2 separate regions of the Arabidopsis thaliana genome follow, and region 1 is linked to region 2. Evidence: chromatin contacts called from public capture Hi-C data. All regions are on one chromosome and are shown on one strand. The core of a region is the stretch at or near the end of the contact, and the rest is flanking DNA. Distances in the headings are between cores, read along the strand shown. Region 1 holds the start of AT2G06445 (a long non-coding RNA gene). Region 2 holds the start of AT2G15318.

What was found. Capture Hi-C pulls out chosen DNA fragments and counts their contacts.
Region 1: a contact with region 2 is called in a capture Hi-C map of root, with 3 times the contacts expected there. The contact joins the promoter of AT2G06445 here to the promoter of AT2G15318 in region 2. A contact is called at or near these places in 2 of 26 Hi-C or Micro-C datasets (both in root) and 2 of 3 other capture datasets (root and seedling).

The regions. Positions count from the first base shown.
Region 1 is chr2:6,739,109-6,745,099 of TAIR10.1, forward strand. AT2G06445 (a long non-coding RNA gene) reads left to right here and starts at 2,205. Exons shown (of 1, transcript NR_140144.1): 1 at 2,205-2,447. AT2G15440 (polysaccharide biosynthesis protein (DUF579)) reads right to left here and starts at 5,727. Exons shown (of 1, transcript NM_127104.3): 1 at 4,420-5,727. The coding sequence starts at 5,673. The coding sequence ends at 4,684.
Region 2 is chr2:6,662,529-6,667,781 of TAIR10.1, forward strand. It overlaps AT2G15318, which reads left to right and starts at 2,121. Exons shown (of 1, transcript NM_001335449.1): 1 at 2,121-2,828. The coding sequence starts at 2,232. The coding sequence ends at 2,501. It overlaps AT2G06405 (a long non-coding RNA gene), which reads right to left and starts at 2,857. Exons shown (of 1, transcript NR_140141.1): 1 at 2,542-2,857. AT2G15320 (Leucine-rich repeat (LRR) family protein) reads right to left here. Exons shown (of 1, transcript NM_127092.2): 1 at 3,758-5,253. The coding sequence starts at 5,147. The coding sequence ends at 3,999.

The DNA.
Region 1 (5,991 bases), core at 955-3,454, 77 kb after region 2:
TAGAGAGATAGACACTTTTTTTGTTTTTTGTGAGATAGAGAATTTGTCTAATAGACTAAAAGACAAAATACATATCAAATACTAAAATACCCTTTATCTTGAGAGTAAATAAAAATTATATGAGAAACCATTTTTACTTTATTTTGTTTGTCTTTATCTTTTTATTTTTTTTTATTTTAGTTTTCTTAAATATTAAAAAATATATATTCTTTTTAAAAAAAAATTACATTGACTTTTAGAGTATTTATCTATCATCATTATAATGCACAAACATTTAAAACATCGTTTTGTACACTAACCATTATTCGTTGGTGTACAAGTGTGTACACCGATATTTCATAAATCATCACCGACTTCTCTTATACTTATTAATATAAGTAATATTGTTTTTAATATTTTACAAACATAATGATTGTATAAACCAAATATTATTATTCAATATAATGGTGTACATGATGGTGTACATAATTAAGTTACTCTTAATGGTGTACAAAATGATTGAAATTATTATGACGATTGGTGGATAGAATGATATATACAACTTTTAAATGATAACATACAAGATTGGTAGACAAAGTGTACAAAACTTGGTGTACACTTATAGAGAATGTATAAATCATTATTTCAATTAGTGGTGTACATCATCTCGTACACCAATGTTAGTACACTGTCTCATAGATTTTTAAAGGTGTAAGATTATATACACCATATTTTCATCATCTATGTACATCATTTTGTATACTGTTATATTCAGTGTATCATTTTCTACATCAGTAATTATATATTAATTTTTACGTTATTGTTGTATACTACCATTAGTACACCAATTTTAACAATATCACGTACACCGTCGACTGAGATTAAATAAAAAATGCTACATATTTTTGAAATATAGCAAAATTAGACTTTTTAGATTCACATAAAATTTTTAAGAACTAATATGATTATGTGGTAAATTTTTATGAAGAAATATCATCAAATAAAGTAAAAATAAAAAGTAAGATTTGATTTGAGTTTTATCTTTATCTTACTACATAACAAAATAACAAAAGGTTATATAAGTCATTTACTAAAATCTCTATTAGGCAAAAAGTTGTATTAGAGAGGAAAGAGAAAAGTGTCTATTTCTCATATGTTTAAAAAAACTACCTATTTTGCAAATTATTTGTAGAAAAAGTGTCTACTTTCCAACTTATCTCTATTATAAAAGCCCCGATCAAAGTGCAGATATCAACAAAAATAAAATTGTGGAATGGGTGTATATATTTTTGTTGCAATATCTTTTATGTAATGCATTTGCAACATCTTTTACCTATACTTCTCGTGTTTGTGTGTTTACTCTCTTTTATGTCAAGAAGTGAATGTGTCAATCTCGTAACATAAGTCTCTATTTATAATTCATCGACATCTTATTATATAGCTTTTTCTCAAGTTCAAAATTGCAAAAGAGAGGAGCATGAGAAAAAAATGTCGCGTTAACGACACCAATGTCGAGAAGTTTTCAAAATCTCAATGATGACTCTGCAATGGAACAGTTTGCTACACGCCTCTCAACAAAATAGGGTAATTTGGCATCGCAAAACTGAAACACTCTATCTTTACGAAACTACATTTTTTCTTTCACTTAAATATTTGTGAGGCCCAAATTCTCTATAGTATTCCCTTTTGGTTGTTATGTTCTTAAAGAAGAAGATAATATATCGTGTATATTAGGGTGATAGCATGATAATTTAAAAATAAATTTTCACCAAAGAGATAAACTCTGTTTTGTCAAATTTCAAGTCTAATTCCTCCTCGTGACTTGGAAGTCTTTTAAGTACACAAAGGAAAGCAAAGGGGAACGATAACTAATCCTAGAAACAAGGAACACAATTAACAAAGTGGGAATATGGAGACGTGGAGCTTGATCTCCTAAATCTAAGGAACGCACTTATCAATTCTTCTTTTCTCTTTGACCATGGTTCAATCATGGTTAAGCACTTATCATAGGGATTATAGCTTATAGGTTTGTTCCTCATATGTATGTACCGCTAAATCGTTCAACTCGTGTCATACCCAAGAAACAAATCATTACAACTTGAAAGAAACCTAGTAGGCCATAGAAGGCCCATAATACATATCTTACGTAGACGAATTATCATCTACTACATTCAAGAGCACAGGGCATAAAAAATGAACCCCCACTATCACTGTCACCGACACCTATCTCTCTCACTCACTTTCTCAGCTCCTCTCTCTTTGGTTCGTTACTTCGTTACATATGCAAACTATTCACGTGCAGCACGTGATAAAGAAAGCTAGTGGCACCTAGACTAACCTTTAAGACTTGAGCTCCGTTCTTGAGCCACGAGCCTCGTCGGAGACATCGGATCCAACAGTATATTCTTGAAGAAGGTTCTTGGGTTCTTATCTGCACGCGTTTCCATGCCCTCAATAATAATACTCAAAACTTATACGTTACTTTAGTTAGAGGTCTCCGTAGCACTTCCTTGATAAAAGGCCATTTTGATATCACCTTGTTCATAAGTTATGAATCATAACTTTAACACACATAAAATATTTAATTTTGATATACTTTTTTATTATATAAGGTGTTTGTCGTCGATTGCACCGTGAGTAATTAAAAAATATATAGTATACTAGAGAAAAAGAAGAAAAAAAGTATACTAAAGAAGGGTAACGGTTAACAGAAGCGAACTACTAGCCTCACGAACATCTATCGGTCCCGAAATTTTTATAGTTGTTCGAGAAAGCGCTAGCCGCTAAATAGGTAATGACTCTCCGTTTAGTGTCTAAAACGTTTAGTCAAAATTTAGGCGATTTTAAGCGGTTTTAGAATAAAACAATACATAATTATATTTTACTACACAAAATGATGAAAATTTGTTGTAAAAAACTAAAAATTATCAAAGTTTTGAAACTACATTTAAATTTAACATTTTAAACTAAAGTAAAATAAAATAATAAAAATATAGGTATCTTTAAACACAATTTTAAATATATTTTTTAAAAAATTTTAAAATATTAAATATATTTAGATGCGCCTACCCCGCCTAAATCCACCAAATGAACATCTGATCCGCTTAATATCCGTATAATCCATCAAATTTACTTGACAAAACCGATTTCAAAAAGGTCGAAACGGTACAAAGGCGCCTATTACCTACGGGACGCCTAAACGGCCGTCTAACCCGCTTTCTTTAATACTGAGTAATACTATAAACAAAAATCTCTTCTAATTTTTTCTTTGCAAAAGACCTATTTGTGTGGCAGTTTTCCAATTTGTTTATTGATATTTATTCTTTACTTTTTGGCTCTTTAACTCAACTTCATAGTAGTTTTTAGGTCGTTTGTATAACAATGCTTCAAATTGTGTTCCAATAATAATAGTATATATATGGATCCACCACCAACGAGTGGCATTCAATTTTGTTCATATCACCGGAAAACATAAATGGAACTCAACTCTACTCAGACATCGTATTTATAAATCGAAACATGATTAGTTGTCACTAGTAACTGTGTATGGGACGAACCAAATAAATATGTTTTTTAGTGTTTCTAGAAATTAAAGTTAAACAAAATTGGAAGTGCTAAATGTATGTGATAGAGCTGGAAAAGGGGAAGCCACATTGCGAGATAAGTCCCGCTTTCCCAGGGACTTCTGTCACCACCGACACATTTTTAGACCATTTTAAAACAAATTATTCCAATATAAAAGTAAGAATTTTGTCCCCAAAAAAATGTAATTACATAGCCAAAACAAATGTTATTTTGTACTGCCAAAAATCTCAGGAATGAAAGTAGATAGTAAATATTAGGCATGGTATTAAAAACAAAATCGTTTTCTTGAACCAAACCAAACCGAGATTTGAAGGTTTTGGGTTTAGAATTGGTTAATAGGAAAGGTAAAAAAGGAAGTTGAGAGGTTCCACATAATATCCGAACCCAAGCACCCGATCCGAATCCGATCCGAAAAACCTGATCGGAATTCGAACCTGAAATTTTAAAATATACAAACGGATTCTATACTTCAAAACACGAAAACCAGAACCCGAATCCGATCCAAACCGATATCCGAACATATCAATAAAATATTTTTAGATATTTAATACATTTTTTAAATAAATTTGGGTAAAAAGTGTTCAACGTTTTAAATATCTTGTGTATTTTCGAGTAGTCTGGATCGATTTGGGTATAATATTTGATTATTGAGAACTTCGTATAATCCAAACCCAATCCGAACCCGAAATCAAGAATTACTCGAACGGGTTCTATACCTCTAAATCTAAAAATTTAAAATATCCGATCCGAAACCGGAATGCCAACCCTTAGTTGAAACTAACATTTAATGGTAATTAAACTAGGGAGGTAATATTTTCAAAAATTTACAAATCCAGACATATATAAATCCAAAAGTTGGTCTACTACATTCTCAATTACTTACCCAATTTAATACGGCCATAAATTTCATCACAAGTTTTTTGATGCTTTTTTCATCAATAGAGTAACATTTGTTTTTTTTTGGAATTTAGTTACATATTAACTTTCAAGTGTAACCGTTCTCCTAAATTCAAAAACCAAATGAAGTAAAAGACTAAACAAAAACAAAAAAAAAGAAGACCTCAAAAGCTAAATTTAATTACAAAAGAGCCACCAAAAGTAAAAAACCAAACCCACTTTTCACTCATCATCAACACCAACTTTTTCTTCATCGCCACCACTCACCGCCGTAAAACTCTCCGACAATCTCGTCGAATTCCGACAAAACCCATCACCATAACTCTCTCTTTCCTCCGCCGCCGCCACAACAAAATGCCCTAAATCTCCGACCACTTCAATCAAATTCTCTTCACATAGAAACTCCTCACTGTACACTCTCTCAATCTTTCTCCCAAACTCATGTACAAGAACATCAGTCTTCTTCGTCTTCGTCCCAAAATCTTTACTTTTTGCTAAAACCGCAGAAGTAAAGATCGGAGCCATCCTTCCCGGAGAATCAGAAGCATACCCACGAGGCCCATCAATCAAAATCACATCCCAATCAATCTCATAAACAAAATTAGGCAAATCGTTAATACCCAATTTACAATCAGAGAACAAAAGATTCTGAACGGGTCTACACTCGGGTCGGGTCTTGTAATAACCAAGAAGCTTCTTAGCTTGAGAGACTTTAGTTGAGTAAACAACCTCGTAAGCTTCAACTCCAGGGTTACTCTGTTCGAATTTAGAAACAGAGTAAGGACTCTCATCAACGAAAACAGTACGGCCTTGGAAGTTGATAGATCTCCAGAGAAGAGATTCGTGAGTTAGTCCAAAGATTAAGAGGTTACAAGCTGGGCCATGAGAGTGAATGATGTTGGAGATGGTGGAGAGTTCAAGAAAGGACATAGATGTGTTTGGTGGTGATGAGGAAGTGTAGTGGAGAAGTGCGGCGAGGACTGGTGGTGGAAGAGAGGAGGAGGAGGGAGATGAGGAGAGAGAGTGAGAGGATGTGGTGGAGTGGATTGAGGAGGAGAAGAGAGAGAAAGAGAAGAGGAGAGTGAAGAAAGAGAGGAAGAAGATGAATAAGAAACGGTGGTGATTCGCGGCGGCGACGGCGGAGGGTGATTTTGAAGTTAGTGGAGAGTGGTGGTGGAAGAGAATCAGATTAGTGTTTGTGTTGCTCTTCATTTTATTTTTTGTCCGACAAAACAAAAATAGAAATAATGAAAGACGAAATGTGTGTTTTGTCTCTTTAAGAAGGTTTTTTTATAGACAAAAAAAAAAAAGAAGGTTTTTTTATAAACCGGTGATGGTTTAGAGAAATAGATGTGTTGCTTTTGTACATTTTTGGGTTTATTCCGGTTCTGGAGCAAGAGCAAGAACCGGTGGGTTTGAAAACTTTGAAACGGATGTTAATTATGTCAGCTTACATAGTAACGGTTAGTGTTAGAGCATCTCTATCTCCATCATCAGTTTAAGAAATTCATGTGAATATCTTAATAATAA
Region 2 (5,253 bases), core at 871-3,370:
AAAAAACGATTGTAAATCTTGTAAAACTATTGTAAAAAGTTTTAAAATGATTTACAAAGGTTTAAAAAGGGGTTTTAAAGTATTTACCTATATTTTTAAAGATTTTATAAAGATTTTAAGAGATTTTAAAATGATTTACAAGAGTTTTTAGCAACTAGCAAAGCTTTTAAAAAACTTTACAAGGTTTTTTAAAAGTGTTTTTAAAAAATTTACAAGGATTTTTAAAAGTGTTTTTAAAAAATTTACAAGGATTTTTAAAAGCATTTTTTTGGCTGGGAAAAAAATTTTACGAGAAAAAATTTTGGCAGAAATTTTTTTTTTTGACGGGAATTTTTTTTGTTTTGGCGGGAAAAAAAGTTTGGCGGAATTTTTTTTTTGGCGGGAAAAATAAATTTTTGGCGGGAAACTTTCAGTTTCCAATTACATGTTCTTATTAGATGAGGGTAATTTGGTCATTCTGTTCAATAGAAGGGATATTTTTAAAAATGAACAATATAAAAGGGTATTGTTGCAAAAGGGTAGTTAAAAAAGGGTAGTTTTGCAAATCTCCCATAAACAAATAAGTTCGTAAAACAATTTAATATTTTATATACGAAATCAATTAAATCTTAATCACATAAAAATTAGCACAAAAAGAAAAGTATTCAACAATTAAAAAATTATCAAATCTTTGTATTATATAAGTTTTGATATTATATTCGAATAAAGTGTAATAGACCTTTTCAATTTGTATTCTTTAACTAATGTAAGCTACCTAATATATTTGCTAATCTTATACCTATCAAAACCGACTATCGTTTCTTATCTTTATAGTATTCTTGCAAGACTTTTTTGGTGGATTTGGATAAAAGTGCATTCGGGTTATATGGTACATTCTCCTATTAAATAAATATGGTGCACTCCTATGTTATTAGCTAAAATGTTCATATTATAATTCAGAGTCATATCATAAATAAAATTAGTATTAATAAAATAAATGGCTTTTTGGCAAAACGGATTTGGAGAGACGGGTTTTTGAATCAACATTAATAAAAAATATATAAAATTAATCCACCGTTTGAATACGGGTTAAATCTTTAATTTATTATTTTTTAAGACCACTAATATTAAACATATCAAATCATCCTAATTTAGAAAAGATTATATAAAACCAAAGATGTTATGTGGTATGTATAATGTTACTATATATAAAATTAAACTATAAAATATAAATGTGTTAGAGAATGATACAATTTGCAAAACTTTTATATATAATAAATAATTCTTAAATTTTAAAAATTACTACTTTAAAAAAAAAATACGGGACGGATAAAGAAATTATAGAACGGGTTTTATTTTGGAATTGGGTTATATGGTGGATGTATTTGAATCAATATTTATAAAATTTTAAAATATTATTAATATGCTGTTTTAATAGGGGTTAAACTTCAGTTTTTTAACAATTGTCTCATGAATTCGTGGTATAGCGTTACTTAATAACAATTATAAACTGTAAAATATAAATATTATATAAAAATAAAATTTGCAAGTTTTAATAGATATTACTTTTAAAAAATAAATCATCCCGCGGTATACCGCGGGTTAAAATCTAGTTTTAGTGTTTATTATGCAAAAATCATTCAATTTTAAACCTTTTTCTGATATTAAATCATTATTCTAGAAAAAAAAAATCATCATCTTTACCGTTAATCTAATCATTTTTAATATTAATAATTTATTCCATTCAAAAGTGATTCAGCTATAGTGTTGTCGCCATTTGAACGAAGACTAACATATGATTTAATGATTCAGTTTCGTGTTTATTGATATTGATGCTTATTTAATTTAAGCTATAGAGTATAGACGATGGTTAAGTCGCAAGATATATAAGCACCATAAAATTATGATTGAAGAAGGCAGACAAGTAGAAGTCTCCTCGTCCAAAGATCAAAGATTTATTTATTTATGCTAGGTTTGGGCCATTTGGGGTTCGATTTTTTAAATTTGCAATTCTTACAAATTATTGATAAAATGTTTATCGGATATTTTAGAATAATTTCACAAGCAGAAGTTCATTTCTCTCACTTCTACTTTTTAGAGAAAAGACTATTTTCGCTATTCCGAAATTAAAATATGATTGCTAAAAAATGATTGTTCCTTTCTTATCTATCTATATTTTTTAGAAAGGAGAAGCTAATGCCCATCGAGTTTTGATTTTTTGGATCGGTCTGGAGTTGTATATACTCTCGTCTATGTACGGGATTAATTTCTGGCCTTTAGTCAGAATCTATTTACCGGCCAAGTCCGGTCTAGTCTCTTGCTCTAACGAAAACAGTCTCTTTTTCATGCATCCGTCGATGTTTCCGACTATCTTCAAGATCCGTTTCGATCTCTCCAATCTGTTCGAGAAGTCATATCTTCGTAACTTCCTTTTGCTCGTGATGTTAGAGCAAAGATTAGGCCACATCAATTTGGGTGTGGTCAGTAGTGGAGCTTCCTCGGGAGTTGGTGTTTTTCGGTGAATTTTGAAGTAGTTTTCCTCTTAATCGATCCGTATCGCCCAATGGCTGATTGGTGGCGGTTCATCGGAATCTAGCGGTGGCCGGCGAACAGGCAGTGGTTTCGCGTGGCGTGTAGAAAACACGTATCAGCCACTAAATCATCTGCGTGTTTATTAATTATCTTTTTAAGTGTGATTTAATTGGGTTTGGACTGTTCTTTTAATGTAATCCTTACTGAACCTTTTGCGTAATTGCCCTTTTGTGCTTCATCAAAATAATATAATGGCCGACAAAACAAAAGCAAAATCGTTTCACGTAGTCATGGAAGCTATAACGGACGGTTCTGCATGTACATGGAAGCTATCTATTGTAATTGCTTATGTTGTAGTTAGTCTATCATCATAATAATGTTAGTAAAATACTTCTTATGATGATATAATATATGGCTAAAAAAATCAAAGAATACCTATAATTATTATTTTTGTTTTGCTTTGAAGGAGCCAAAATAGTTTGTTTTTTCGCCAAAATCAGAGAATCTCAAGAGGGTCGATGTCAGAGGAAGACTTGGTTTATACAAAATCACTTTGTTTTTAGACATCTATCGATTAATTAATAATATTCATATGGTACAAAAACTTGTTTAGAGATTCTCAATACTGCCTGGTCCACTAGAACTGGATAGTTTAAAATACACATATGTTTGATTAAGAAATTCAATATTTCATTTTATTAATACAGTTTCAGTTAGTTTATTATATGATGTTGCATTAGAATAATCAGTGAAGTTTAAATTTCTGTCATTTTATAGGCATTGATTTATATTTTGCTTTCATCCACAACTCATTTAGATTTTAAATGGTTCTACCTGTCCAAGCATACAAAACTGTCTACAGATCAGATTGTTTTTTATTTACCATTCACAAACTATAGTTCGTAATGGTGCAGATCCAAAAAAATAAAAGAAAACCGCTGCGAACTAACTGCGAACCGTCTTTAAACTAAATTCGTAGCAGTTTGTTGCATGTCCCAAAAATAATATAGACTGGACCGCAATTAGGTTTTGAATGGATGTTGTGGTTAGTGCGGACTAATCCGTCAACAGTCGAATCTATACTATATTTGGAGTGAAAACAAATCGCTACAAATTAGTTTAAAGTCGGTCCGCAACAATTTTCTTTTATTTTTTTAGGTCCGCACCACTATATACTATATATAATTTACGAATAATAAATAAAAAGCAATCCAATCTATTGACGGTTCTATCCAGTTAGACCACCGTAACCATTCCAAACTTTAGTATACTATCTAATTTAAATCTCAATAAATATATAAAAACACACAATACAACAAAATAAATACTATAAGTTCCGTTCCAATTTTTGTAAATTTATTTGTGTACATACGAAGATCTCGATGAATATAGATATTAGTATTTCTCCAAGACTATAGAGTAAACTCATGACTAAAAGCATTATTTTACAAAATCACTGACACAAAAAGTCACCGACACCGACAAAACTAAGACTTTGGTTTTCCACCATAAGCTTGCTTACAAATGTAAAATGGTTTCTGCGATGGAGCACACATCTTAGCTTTCCCTGGACATCCCTGTAGACAATTATTCCCCAAACTTCCCATTACTTCTGCGTCTGTTCTCACAAATCTCGCCGGAGGTTTTCCCGTCAAGAAGTTCCCGTCTAAGTAAAGCCGTCTTAATGTCTTGCTCCGTTCGTATTCCGACGGTATAACACCGTGAAGCACGTTGTATCTCATAGATAGTGAAGAAAGTCTTGGATACGCCGCGAAACTCGCCGGAGCGTTTCCTCTGATTTGGTTGAATCCTAGCTCTACAGCTACGAGGTTGTTTTCTCCGGCGAGGTTTGGAGGGAGGACTTCGATGCCTGTGAGAGTGTTGTTCGCTAGATCGACTTGTTGGATTGATTCAAGTAGGAAGAACCAAGCTCCGAGTGTTCCGGTGAATGAGTTCTCAGCGATTTCGACGATTTCGAGCTGAGTTGACTCGGTGAATGAGTCTTTTGAGATGGGTCCTGATAAAGTATTCGCCTTTAAAGCTAAATCGATGAGGTTTTTCGGAAGCTTTGGGATGGCTCCGGTGAGCTTGTTGTAGCTAAGATCGAGTTGTCGGAGATTTGAAAGCGAGTTCATTGTTTTTGGAAGCGGCCCGGTGAGAGAGTTGTGAGATATGTCAATGGATTCGAGTGAGTTGAGTCGAGTTACTGAGTCGGGTAATGACCCGGAAAACGAGTTGGATCGGAGGATCAAGGTCTTGAGGCTGGTGAGGGAGGAGATGGAGGATGGGATTAGGCCGTAGAAGTTGTTCTCGGCGAGATCGAGCGTGAGAAGCTCTGTGAGGCCGGAGATGAGAGGCGTGAGACGACCCGTGTACCCGGCTGGGTCGAGAGTGAGTTGGGTCACACGTGTGGAGTCAGACGAGCAAGTGATGCCGCAAGTGAAATGTGTTCGACGTGGTGAAGCACATGGGTCGGAGACAGTAAAGTCCCAGCTAGCGAGACAAGACCACGGTGGGATTGAGTTGGGTTTCACGGTGGCTTTGAAAGCTTTTAAAGCTGACACGTCGGATGGTGACGTCAGAGAGTCGGCAGAGGAGAAGAGGAGGAGGAGGAGAAGAAGAAGAAGGCAAGTCATTGTTTGAAGTGTTTGTGTGAATGAATGATGTCAAGACTTTAAAAGTGTGTTAAATCTTTATATAAAGGCAAAGTACGTGGTGGAGGTCGGCTTTGCCTTTTGGTCG